Linked DNA regions of Astyanax mexicanus: region 2 is linked to region 1. A link is a contact called in public Hi-C data. All regions are on one chromosome and are shown on one strand. Each heading gives the region's core, a stretch centred on a gene start, on an enhancer-like site or on the middle of the called end of the contact. The rest is flanking DNA. Distances are from core to core; before and after follow the strand shown.

Region 1 (5,972 bases), core at 2,544-5,043:
TATGGCTATTATTAACAGCTGTGACGCTCAGCTGACTTCTCACACATTTGTTAAAGATTAAATCAATGTTTTTTTCAAAGTTTTGAGAAGAACATGTTTTTCCCAACTCTCTCTCACACAGAGACTAATTAGATTATTAGAAATATATAATTAATCTACGCAATTATATACGTAAAGTTGGGTTTATATATATATATATATATATATATATATATATATATATATATATATATATATATATATATTAGTTTATTAGTTTATATAGCTAGTAACTAGTTAGCTACTCTAGCTAAGTGGTTAGGTGTATTCTGCGCTGTCCTGCTGTTAGCATTAGCTAGCCACAGTGTGTCCACCAAAACAAGCCACTGAGGTAAACAAACCTGGGCTAAAGGCTAGCTAGACAACACAGACAGCTCACTAATTCACTATATTCGCTTATAATAAGAGAAAGTGATGATAAATAAACTTTTAGACTGTGTGTTTATGAATAAATAATGGTGGTAACAGTGTTGGAAATATAACTGCCTCTGCTTTTCTCTACAATTACCTCAGCTAGCTAACCTAGCGTTACCGTGATTAGCATGGCTGCTAGTAGCAGTAGCTGCAGTGCAGGACGGGTTTAATCCCGCTGATCCTTTAAAACGGTCAGAATTAAAACTCACAGCCCTGTTAGACTCTAACTTATGTTATCCAGATAACACTGGATATCTCTCTAAAAACACAAAAAAACAAGAGTAAAACCGCTCACCTTCTCCTGCTCGCCCTCCTCAGTGCTGTTCGCTAGTCTTTCTCTCTCTCTCCCCGAGTCTCCACAGCCGCTCTTCCACCTTTTACCCGATCTTACATTTTATATCCTGATCGATAAACCCCCTCTCTGACTAATCAGAACTGATCACCTGCTGCCCCCCTTAGCCCTAAACACATCTCCGGACCCGCCGCTCCGCAGCTTTAGTGTTATTTAGTGTCCAGTCTTTAATGGCGGAGAGATACGGGAAGCTAAAATAGAGCCTCAGAGGAGGCGAAGCTCAGCGACATGCAGTCATCTGACACACACACACACAATCACACACACACACACACACACACACAATCACACACAGACACACGCTGAGCGGTATACAGTACACACAGCAATACACTGGTAAGGTTGTAGAATAGTACAGTAACATTGAACACAGATTTACAGCAGTGCATCAGTAGAACTGTATACCTATATATATATATATATATATATATATATATATATATATATATATATATATATATATATATATATACATATTAGGGGTGGGCAATATGGCCCTAAAATAGTATCACGATATTTCATGGTATTTTCCCGATACCGATACTCTTGGCGATATGACAGAACACTGAATAGAAAAAATACACTACTGCAACAAAATGAAAATTACACTTTATTATTGCAAACGATATGATATATAATATGGCACACCCCTAACTGAAATATTAAAAAATACAAGAATTTTATAAGATTTGTGACAGAAGTCAATGATCTAGAATGTCATGATACTAATAATAATGCACTCCATATACCTCCATATATCCAGGGTAAAGTAAAATAAATGATACTGGACAGAGGAAATGAGAACAGAGTGAATTTTTCTTTTGCTAAAATCTGCAAAACAAGTAGTACCCTGATGTGATATTTAGTCATGGGTGATATGGCACAATATGTCAGGGTCTAATATTGTTACCATAATAAAAAAATGTTGGTGATATTATTGCGTACGATATGATGTGGCACATCCCTAATATATATATATGAAAGGGTAAATGGGTGGATGAATAAATTAATAAATGAGTAGCTTTATGGATGCATGGAAGGACGCTAAACAGATGAAGGAATGACTAAACAAAGGGGTGGAAAAATGACTGAACTGCAGGAAACTCTGGGAGGGAGTAGAAAGTTTGGTGTATGGTCAGATAGGGTGGAAGTGTGAGTGAATGAATTAATCAGTCAGACTCTAATCTTTACATGAGCAAGACCAAAGAGTTTTCTAAGGATGTCAGGGACAAGATCATAGACCTGGACAAGGCTGAAATGGGCTACAAAACCATAAGTAACACGCTGGGTGAGAAGGAGATAACTGTTATAAAAAGAAAATAGAAGAAATACAAAATGACTGTCAATCGACATCGACCTTAGGCTCCAGGCACCTCACCTCATGGGGTATCCTTGATCATGAGGAAGGTGAGATCAGCCTAAAACTAAATGGGGGAACTTGTTAATGTTCTCAAGGCAGCTGGGACCACAGTCAGCAAGAAAACCATTGGTAGCACATGACGCCGTAATGGAATAAAATCCTGCAGTGCCTGCAAGGTCCCTCTGCTTAAGAAGGCAGATGTGTAGGCTCATCTGAAGTTAGCCAATGAACACCTGGATTATTCTGAGAGTGATTGAAAGAAGGTGCTGGAGAAAGAGAAATGCTGACTATGACCCAAAGAACACTGCCCGCACTGTCAAACATGGAGGTGGAAACATTATGGGTTTTAAGGTTGTTTCTCTGCTAATCCTGTAGCACTACTGTTAAGCACACAGCAATACAGTAGTACAATAATATAATGCTCTCAGCCTTAAATAACTATAACGTAGCTGTATAGCACACAATAGTTAAGTTATATGTAACGCACCATAGTGCTGTAGTACTGTAATATATATCACACACAGCCGTATTACAGTATTACAGCTGTTCATGTTGGATAGATAAGTAAAAGGGCGGGTCGATATATGGAGGAATGAATGGGTATATATGTATAGGTGATATGACATGGGACAAAAAAAGGGTTGGTTGGGTATATGAACTGGTGCAGGGGTTGTTGGACAGATAGACCAAGCAGATATCATTCCCGGATGGACAGATGAATAAATGCATTAAAAGATTGTGGATAGTAGTCTGATAAATGGATGGATGGATGGACGGCTGGATGGATGATTAAATTAATAAAGGAGTAGATTTATGGACGCATGGATGGACAATGAACTGATGAATAATGAGTTAAGATGATGGACGAACAAACAGATGAATGACTAAACAGAGGGATGAGAGATGACTGAACTGATGGACTGACAGGGCAGAAAACTCTGGGATGGAGTAGAAGGGTTGGTGTATGGTTCAATAGGGTGGAAGTTTGGGTGAATGAATGAATGAATAAATAACAGAATGAATGGATGGGTACTGTATATGGTTGGGTTGGATCTGTTGGTTCTGGTTCAGCTCTTGGACCACTCTCCTTTAGATAAATATCCGTTCTAAGTTCCCAGATGCCAAAAGCTGTTGCTAAGATCTTGCTGATTGTTTTTTTTTTTTTTTTGTGGTGTTTTCAGAGAGTTTTTATAATGTTGCTAGGCGGTTTTTATGATGTTTCAGATAGGCTTTACACTAGATGGTGGAACATTGGTGTAAGGATTTGACTGCATTTAGCCAAGAGAGTGAGAGCATCTGTTGATGCTATGGTATTCCAGATAGTTGCTAGGTTGTTGCTAAGATATTCATGACACCAACGTGGTCATTTTGAACTGGTCATTCTGGTCAAGCTCAGTCATACTGGTTGTCTTTTTCAGGTTAATGATGCTTGTTGACCAGCTAAACCATCAAACTCCAACATACTGGTTTGAGAGCTAAGCTGGAGAGTCATAGTTAGTCATAGTTATCTCTCGGTATTGTTTAAATAAATATCAAACACCCAGATAAGTTGTCCTAATGTTTTGGCTTCTGTTTGTTGTCGGCGGGGCGGGGCCCATTCATCGCCCCGCCCCGCCTCTTCGTTACGTCACCAATCATGGCTGCGCGCGTGTGCCGGCTCCATCACGTCTCCCTGCACGTGTCTAACGCTGTACGTGTGGCCGGTGCGCTCGCCTCGCGCTTCCAGTTCGTGGCGGTGGGCGCGCGGGTCACGGCCCGCTCGCGGCAGCTCGCGCTGAGGAAGGGCTCGGCCGTGTTCGTCGTGAACGAGCGGCGCGACACCGGCGTGACCTGGACGGAGGCGGAGGAGAACGGGCAAGGGTACCTGTACGACGTGCGGCCGTGCTACGCGGTGGACAGCGCGTGCAACGTGTGCTTTGAGGTGGAGGATGTGACCGAGTCGTGCGCGCGACTGAGCGACCGGGGCTGCGACGTGCTCGTACCCCCGACGGAGGTGTGCGACCCCGATGGGGGCGGCTCCGTCACCTACTCCGTGATTCGGTCGGTGGTGGGAAACGTGTGCCACACGCTGCTGGACCGGAGCCGTTACCAGGACCAGGGCGGGTTTCTGCCGGGGTTCCAGCGGGTCGGGGACGGAACCGACTCGGAACCGGACTCTCGATGCCCGGTGACTCACTTCGACCACGTGACGTTCGCCTGTCCGAGACGCAGCACCGGAGAGGTGATGAAGTGGTACCAGGAGAACTTTGGGTTCCAGAGGTTCTTCATCGGCAGGTCTGAACCTCAGAATCTCCTGCTGATGCAGGACATGCTGCTAAGATATTGCTTGGTGGTTGCCAAGGTGTAATTAGTGGTTGCTATAGTATTGCTAGGTCATTCCTATGGTGTTTTTGGTGGTTGCATACTTAAAGAGGTAATAGACAGTTAGGTTGTTGCTAGGCTTAAATATTGCAAGGTGGTTGCTATGGCGTTTTAGAGAGGTAAGTTGTTGCTATGCAGTTGCTATGGTATTCTAGGTAGTTGCTGTGGTGCTGCTAGGTAGCTTGCAGGTGTTAAGGTATTAGGCTGGACAATTGCTACAGTGTTGCTATGGTGTACTTGGTGGATGCTAGGGGTATTTCAGATGCTAGCCACCACCGATACTCTCATTGTCTCGGCTGAATACAGTCAAATTCAATGTTCCACCATCTAGATTAAAGCCTGAAAATATTACAGAAACACTCACACAACAGCATAAAACCGGTATTGAAGCACCATAGAAGCCATTCAGCAGGATCTCAGCAACCAACCGGTCCAAGAGCTGAACCAGAACCAACAGTCCAGAGGTTCTTCATCAGCAGGTCAGAACCTCCTGTGGAGACTCTACTCTAGATGTTGAATATGTCATGCAGTTGCTATGGTATTCAAGGTAATTGCTAGGGCGTTGCTAGGATGCTGTTAGGTGTTTATTAAGGTATTTGCTATGGTACTGCTAGGAAGCTGGTAAGTGTTTAGATATTAGGTTTAGCCAGATATTGGTTAATGATTGGCGAGGTGTTTAGATATTGCTACAGGTTTTTCAGATTTCAGTTGCTAGGGCATGTCCAAGTAGCTATTAGGTGGTTTCTATGGCGTTTTAGACATTTGTTGGGGTGTTGCTGGGACATTGGTATGGTGTATTTAGTTTTTTTGTTGTTTATAGGTATATGTTTGAGTAAAATGAACATTTAATATTTTTTTTTTTTTTTTTTTTTTTACAAACTACGGACAACATTTGTCCCATATTCCAAATAATAATATTGTTATTTAAAGCATCTATTTGCAGAAAATGAGAAATAGCTGAAATAAACAAGATGCAAGATGCTTTCAGACCTCAAATAATGCAAAGAAAACAAGTTTATATTCATTAAGTTTTAAAGGTTTAAAAATCAATATTTGGTGGAATAACCCCTGGTTTTCTCCTTCACCAGTCTTACACACTGCTTTTGGATAACTTTATGCCACTCCTGGTGCAAAAATTCAAGCAGTTCAGTTTGGTTTGATGGCTTGTGATCATCCATCTTCCTCTGAATTATGTTTCAGAGGTTTTCAATTTGGTAAAATCAAAGAAACTCATTGTTAAGCAATCTCTTATTTTTTTTCCAGAGATGTATCATATAAAATATTTCATTTTTTTCCAATATGATAAATTCAGTAAATTAATAGTATATTAACAGTTGTATAGTTTTGGGGAGCTGACCGTGCATTCTAACTATTTATTAAAAGTTGTGTGTGTGTTTGTTTATTGGAGCAGTAATGAGGACGTGGATGAGGGCTATGTTCTGAATC
Region 2 (5,800 bases), core at 459-2,958, 36 kb before region 1:
TTGCAAGCCACTGTATTTCTATAATTACAGACTTCTTCAATGGGCAGGACCCAACAGGACCACCACAGAGCAGGTAATAGTTGGGCGGTGGGTTCAGCATTCTCAGCAGTGCAGCAACACTGACATGGTGGTGGATTAGTGTGTTTGTATATGTTGTGCAGCCATTAATAAATTAGGTACAGCAGTGCTGAGTTTTTAAACACTTTAGTCTTGGGCAGCATCTTGTGGGCACTGACGAAGGACTAGAGGATGACCAACACAAACTGGAGCAACAGATGAGCTTCTACAACAGGGGTGTCTAAACTTTTCTTGTTGGGGGCCAGAAGGAGAAATAAATGTGCAGTCACTGGCCACAGACTATATAATAAAACAAATAATGAAATATACCACTCATAATAATATATTTTCTTGAGTACTATCATTTACACATCATTTTACTTCTACTATTTTTGACTGTATTGTGTAAACTAAGATTTTTCAAACTGATGTTTCATTTCATTATGTTTTCCTAAACGCTCAGGAACATTAATGTAGGCAGGGTTGCCAGATCCAACAAAAATATCCAGCCCAAAGTCAGTCTAAAACCCGCCCTTCAGAAGCTTAAACTTGCCCAAAATGTATGTCTATCACTTGTTTGAAGCAAATGGCAAAACAACTATGAGTGTAAGTACTATGACTTAGTATTTTGTTTATTGGGGATTTATTATCAACACTGATATTTATATTAAATTAATAATATTGTAACATTAGTGTTTTATTAGTTCTTTTCATAACAGTTTTATATACCAGTCAAAATATTTAATAGTAACACAATTAGAAAATAAACCTGACTTTTGCCTGACTGTTCTTGTCCCGCCTGAACTCCCTCCTCTCCTCTTTTAACATCTTTAACATTTTTCATCATTTTTCACCCACCCTGAATTTTTGCCCAGACTGGATTTTCAAACAAGCCCAATTTGGCGGAAAAAAACGCAAACCTGGCAACTGTTTTTAGATTGGGTTTATGTGGTAGCGACACCTAGCCTTTAAACTTTAAATCTCATCTCGCCTGTAATAAACACAAACGGCCACAAGGCGGTGCATCAGACTGCTAATCCCCTCAGAAACTAATGGTTGAATCCTAAATTTTTTTAACTAAATCGTAAGGGATAAGGGAACGTTCCAGATCTGTTTCAAAATCGTATAAAGAAAGTCGACCATAATATTAGAACCACTGCCAATAATGAGGTGAAGTGAAACACTCATTATCGGGGTGGAATCTATTTAGGTAGCAAGGGAACAGTCAATTATTTAAGTTGAAGTGTTAGAGCAGAAAAAAACAAACAAGAAGAACCAAACTGTGATGTTTTAGACTACTGGGTCAGAACATCTTCAGACCATCAGGCAGATCTTGTGGGATGTTCCTGCAATGCAGTGGACAGTATCTACCAAAAGTGTCCAAGAAAACAAAACCAGTGACCAGTCTGACAACTCAGCTACACATTGTAATCCACACGACTAATCTGTTCCAACACTTCTTCCTAAGTGTAAAACCGCCTTCTTACAATACCGCAGAATCAGGAGTAAAGCTGTCTTTTCTCTGCTGTGGTGTGCCGGGGAGGAAGCATAAAGAAGAGGGACGAGACAAGCTTCTGGACGAGCTGGTCAGGCGTGCGGGGTCCGTGGTTATGGTGGCAGAGAGGAGGACACTGCACAACTTCTCTCCATCTTGGATGATGATGGTCACCCACTGCATTCCACCATCATGGATAATAGGAGCAGTTTCAGTGGCACGTTCTTGTCACAGAGCGGCTCTACAGACAGACTCAGGAGATCCTTTGTTCCGAGAGCCACCAGACTCTTCGACTCCTCCCAGTGGAGCCGGAAGAGAGAAGACAAGTCTCATATGCTTTTTTAAATCACAGCCTATTTTTGTTTGTACTGTAATCATACTTTGTAACATGTACATCTACACCCGGGGACTCTACTGACATTTTACTGTACATCCTGTATATTCACACCTGTGGACACTACACTACTCACTTAACTTAGTAGATTTTTTTTTTGATATGTTAAGTAAAGAAATATAAAATGTTTATGTCTTCAAACTTATACATAATAATTGAAGAATATATTTTGCTTATGTAAATTAATTGAGATTATCTAATTGTGATTAATTTCAATACCCTACATTGGTTAAATTAGAATTATACTGATAGAACAACTGTGTTGTGTGAAAAAAAATCAATAAATATAGTATATATAAAGAATTTATAAAAAAAATCCTGCAAAAATAAACTTCAAGAAACTCAAAAAACATACAAATAAATCAGCAAAAAAAGGGAAAAGTGGACCTAACCTACCCAGGGCCTAAGTACGGAGAGGAGCCCATGAAAATCCTGATCATTTTTCTCTCATGTTCCTTGTGTACTGGCGTGGATAGGGGCCCACTGACACCGACAGTGTACAGGACCCTCAATTTGCTGATACACCCCTGCTCCTCTCTCCCTGGCTCCTCCCCCCTCGTGCTTCTCTCCCGTGTGTTTGAATCGTTTCCCACCCATTTTCATTTTCCAACTGTTTCCGTTTCACCCGTTTTCGAACCCACTTGCTTTGAGATCTACTGTTCTGCAAGCTTTTTCATCAACCTTCTGGGCTGGAGAGCAGCTTGTCTGTAGCACTCCACATGGGCGTGGTAGAGGGGGAAAAGACTCTCCAGGGCCAGAGAAGAAGAGGGGCTCATGAAAAATCCTAACTTTTTATTTTATTTTATTTTTTTTTTATGCTCACGTTTCTTGTGTACTGGCCTGGATAGAAGCCCACTGACATTAAGAGTGTACAGGGCCCAGAATTTGCTGCTACACCCCTGCCTCTCTGTATATGGCAACACTATAATCCTATTTTCAGCGGCTGTTTTTGGGAGGGCCAATTAGATCCAATTAGCTCAACATTTAATTTTTTTTTTTTTTTTCCTATAGAGAACGTCAGACCTTATCTAAATAAAATCTAGATATTCCAAAATCAGATTAGATTTCTTTTTTTTTTTTTTTTTTTTTTTTTGCTGTGCAGACTACAAACATCTAATCTGGATAATCTGGAAACAGGTATGTGCAGGCAGTCTGAACACAGTCTTTGACTGCATTCACCTCATCAGACTTAAGTGATTCAAATCTGACTTTCTGCCTCAGTGTTGCATAAACCTGATTTATTCAGGGCTGTGTGGACTTTGCAAATCCAGTCTTTTCAAATCTGATTCAAGTCACTTTTAATCCGATTTATAGGCGCGTAACAGGAATGTGAACGGTCAGATCACGAAACCTATTTAATATGTCTATTTTTCTGTATGCATGTGCTTTGTGCCAGATCATCTTCCCCATATTCCACCACAGTTTTCTCTCACTTTTATAGAACATGACAAAAAAAGTAATGAGACACAAAACTGGTTCCTGTCCAATGACGTGCATATCAGCAGTGTACATTATCACTTTTACACCACAAATGTGAATCTGTCGGTTGTTCTTTATATTGTTTCAGAATATGATGGTGAATATACCAGTAGAAATGCCCGAAAATTACTTAAAATAAAATAGTTTTACCTTGTCTTCCACTGAAAGTAGAAAAAAAAAATAATGTTTTTGGTTTGTTAAAAAAACCTTAAGAAAGTGAACTCGGCAGTACAGGATGTAACAGAGAGAGTCGGACACTGGGAGAAGTGTGTGTGTGTGTGTGTAGTTTAATGTTTAGCACACTCTGTAGTAGCTGTGTGTATCAGCCATCCCATCCTGGCCCTGCCCCTCCCACAGAGAAGCACCTAAAGTTGTAACATCAAAAATGAGGTACTAGATAAATCACACATTATACAGGTCAGTACATTTATACAGGAGGGCCGAGGAGGGGGGGGGGGCTCTCACCCCAACAGCAAGAACACACACCTCCGTGCAAAGAAACAGGGGGAGAGGGAGAGAGAGCGAATAAGTATGAGATAGATAGAAGGGAGAGAGTGAAAGAAAAAAAAACAAGTGAGAAATAATAAAAAATAAAACAAAAGAAAGACAGAAGAAGTTTAGGTACGTAAAAGAAAAAAAAAAGAGACAAAAAGAGAAAGTGAAAGGGAAAGGGGTGTAAAATAATTCATACAATCGCACTCCTAAACAAATAAATACAGTCAGTCTTTAAAAACGAAACAAACAGAAACACAACCTAAAGGATGAGCGAGGGATGAGAGAGGTGCAAGAAAATAGTGGAAAAAAAAGTCAAAACAAAAAACACTCACAAGAAAAGTCCCACTTCTGTCCTTTCTAACGTTCTTCAGGTATATTTATATGTATGTATGTATGTATGTGTTTATGTATGTATGTATGTATGTATGTATGTGTGTGTGTGTGCTGTTGTATAACAAAACAGCATGCTGTAAATACACGGTTCTCTTTCTCTCTCTTTCTTTCTCAACCAAACCTTCATCACGGCTCCTCCTCTCCTTCTTCCTCCCTGAACTGAATCCGATAAAACTCTAAATCGCAATCAAAGAAAAACAAACAAAAGCCTTACTATGATTATTAATATGAATTAATATTCATTTCGTTTTTAGAACAAACATTATTTGTAAAGTGTGCTTCTGTAAGTGCCGATAACAAACCTATAGAAACGTCCGGCCCGTCTAAACGCTGCTGCTGATGCTGGTATTTGTCATTTTTTCTTCTTTTTTGTCCTCTTATTTATTAGACACCGCCCTAGGAACCGCATGCATCACACCTGCACTGAAGGGTTTTATATATATATATATATGTATATATATTTTTTCGCACTATTTATATATTTATATATGTATATATTTATATAGAAATCACTCTTTTTTTTTCTTTTTTTTGTTTGGAGAGAAAAGGGAAGAAAACGTGTAAATTATAATAAACATGTTTTTTTTCTTCTAACTTCTTCTGCTTGGCAGTTGAAAAACATCCTGGGATAGATTTTAACTTTCTGGAACTGGATGACCAATTTCTTCTCGATCATGGAGGTGCTTTAAAGGTTCTTTCAGCAACAATAGAAGGGGCATAAAGAAGGGGCATAAAGGGGCACGTTAGTAATAGTAGGAAGAGTAAGATTGAGTGTGAGCATAAAAAAAAAATATATCTTTATATGTTCCTAATCAAAATAAAGCTTCTTCACACTCTCATATCACTTTTACAGTCATGATTCGTGCACAGCATTACTCAAAGGAACCACTGTTGGTTCCTTTAAAAAAAGGTGTATTGAGTGCTATAGAAGAACCCTGATTTAAAGGTTCCTTACGAAACACACCTCTATTACAAACATGGTTCCTTTGTAGTATTGCTCAGAAGAACCCCTATTGGTTCCTTTAAAAAAAAAAGTGTTTATTGGAGTGTTGAGGGTTGAGGGTAATTAAAGCTCTTCATACTTCCATGAAATGTTTAAATATATATGGTTATTCTATGGCATTGCTCAAAAGAACCACTTTTTAAAAGGGATCAATAGTGGTTATTTGAGCAAACCTACGCTCATCTCTCCTTCAAATTGTGGTTCTTTTTTTAATGTCATTATTATTTGAAAACCTTCTGAAGCGCCTTCATGTTTAAGAGTGCGTGGTCTCTACTGTTGTGTTATAAGAAATGAAAAGGGGGGGGTGTAGAAATGTTCTTTAATAAAAAACTACTCTTCTTGTGTGTCTGCGTGTGTGTATGTACGTGTGTGTGTGTTTGTTTGAGTGAAATGGCTAAAGGCCTGTCCCTCCCTGATGTGAAAATAAAACTGTTTGAGTGTTTCTGTCCCAACAGTCCATCATCTCCTCCTCCTCCATCTCCTC

Evidence for each region. Hi-C and Micro-C count contacts between places; a contact is called where the count stands out from the background.
Region 2: a contact with region 1 is called in a Hi-C map of blood, with 2.2 times the contacts expected there. The contact joins the enhancer-like site here to the promoter of hpdl in region 1. A contact is called at or near these places in 2 of 3 Hi-C or Micro-C datasets (blood and muscle).

Annotation. Positions count from the first base shown.
Region 1 is chr15:18,346,629-18,352,600 of AstMex3_surface, reverse strand. hpdl (4-hydroxyphenylpyruvate dioxygenase-like) reads left to right here and starts at 3,793. Exons shown (of 5, transcript XM_022666034.2): 1 at 3,793-4,439; 2 at 5,938-5,972. The coding sequence starts at 3,802. zranb1a (zinc finger, RAN-binding domain containing 1a) reads right to left here and starts at 1,049. Exons shown (of 11, transcript XM_049464734.1): 1 at 749-1,049.
Region 2 is chr15:18,380,624-18,386,423 of AstMex3_surface, reverse strand. It overlaps zranb1a (zinc finger, RAN-binding domain containing 1a), which reads right to left. Exons shown (of 11, transcript XM_049464734.1): 11 at 3,692-5,800. Among protein-coding and RNA genes, the nearest start is that of zranb1a, 32 kb to the right of the region's middle. Within about 2 kb of position 1,708, the one cell type or tissue checked has an H3K27ac peak away from gene starts, as active enhancers do.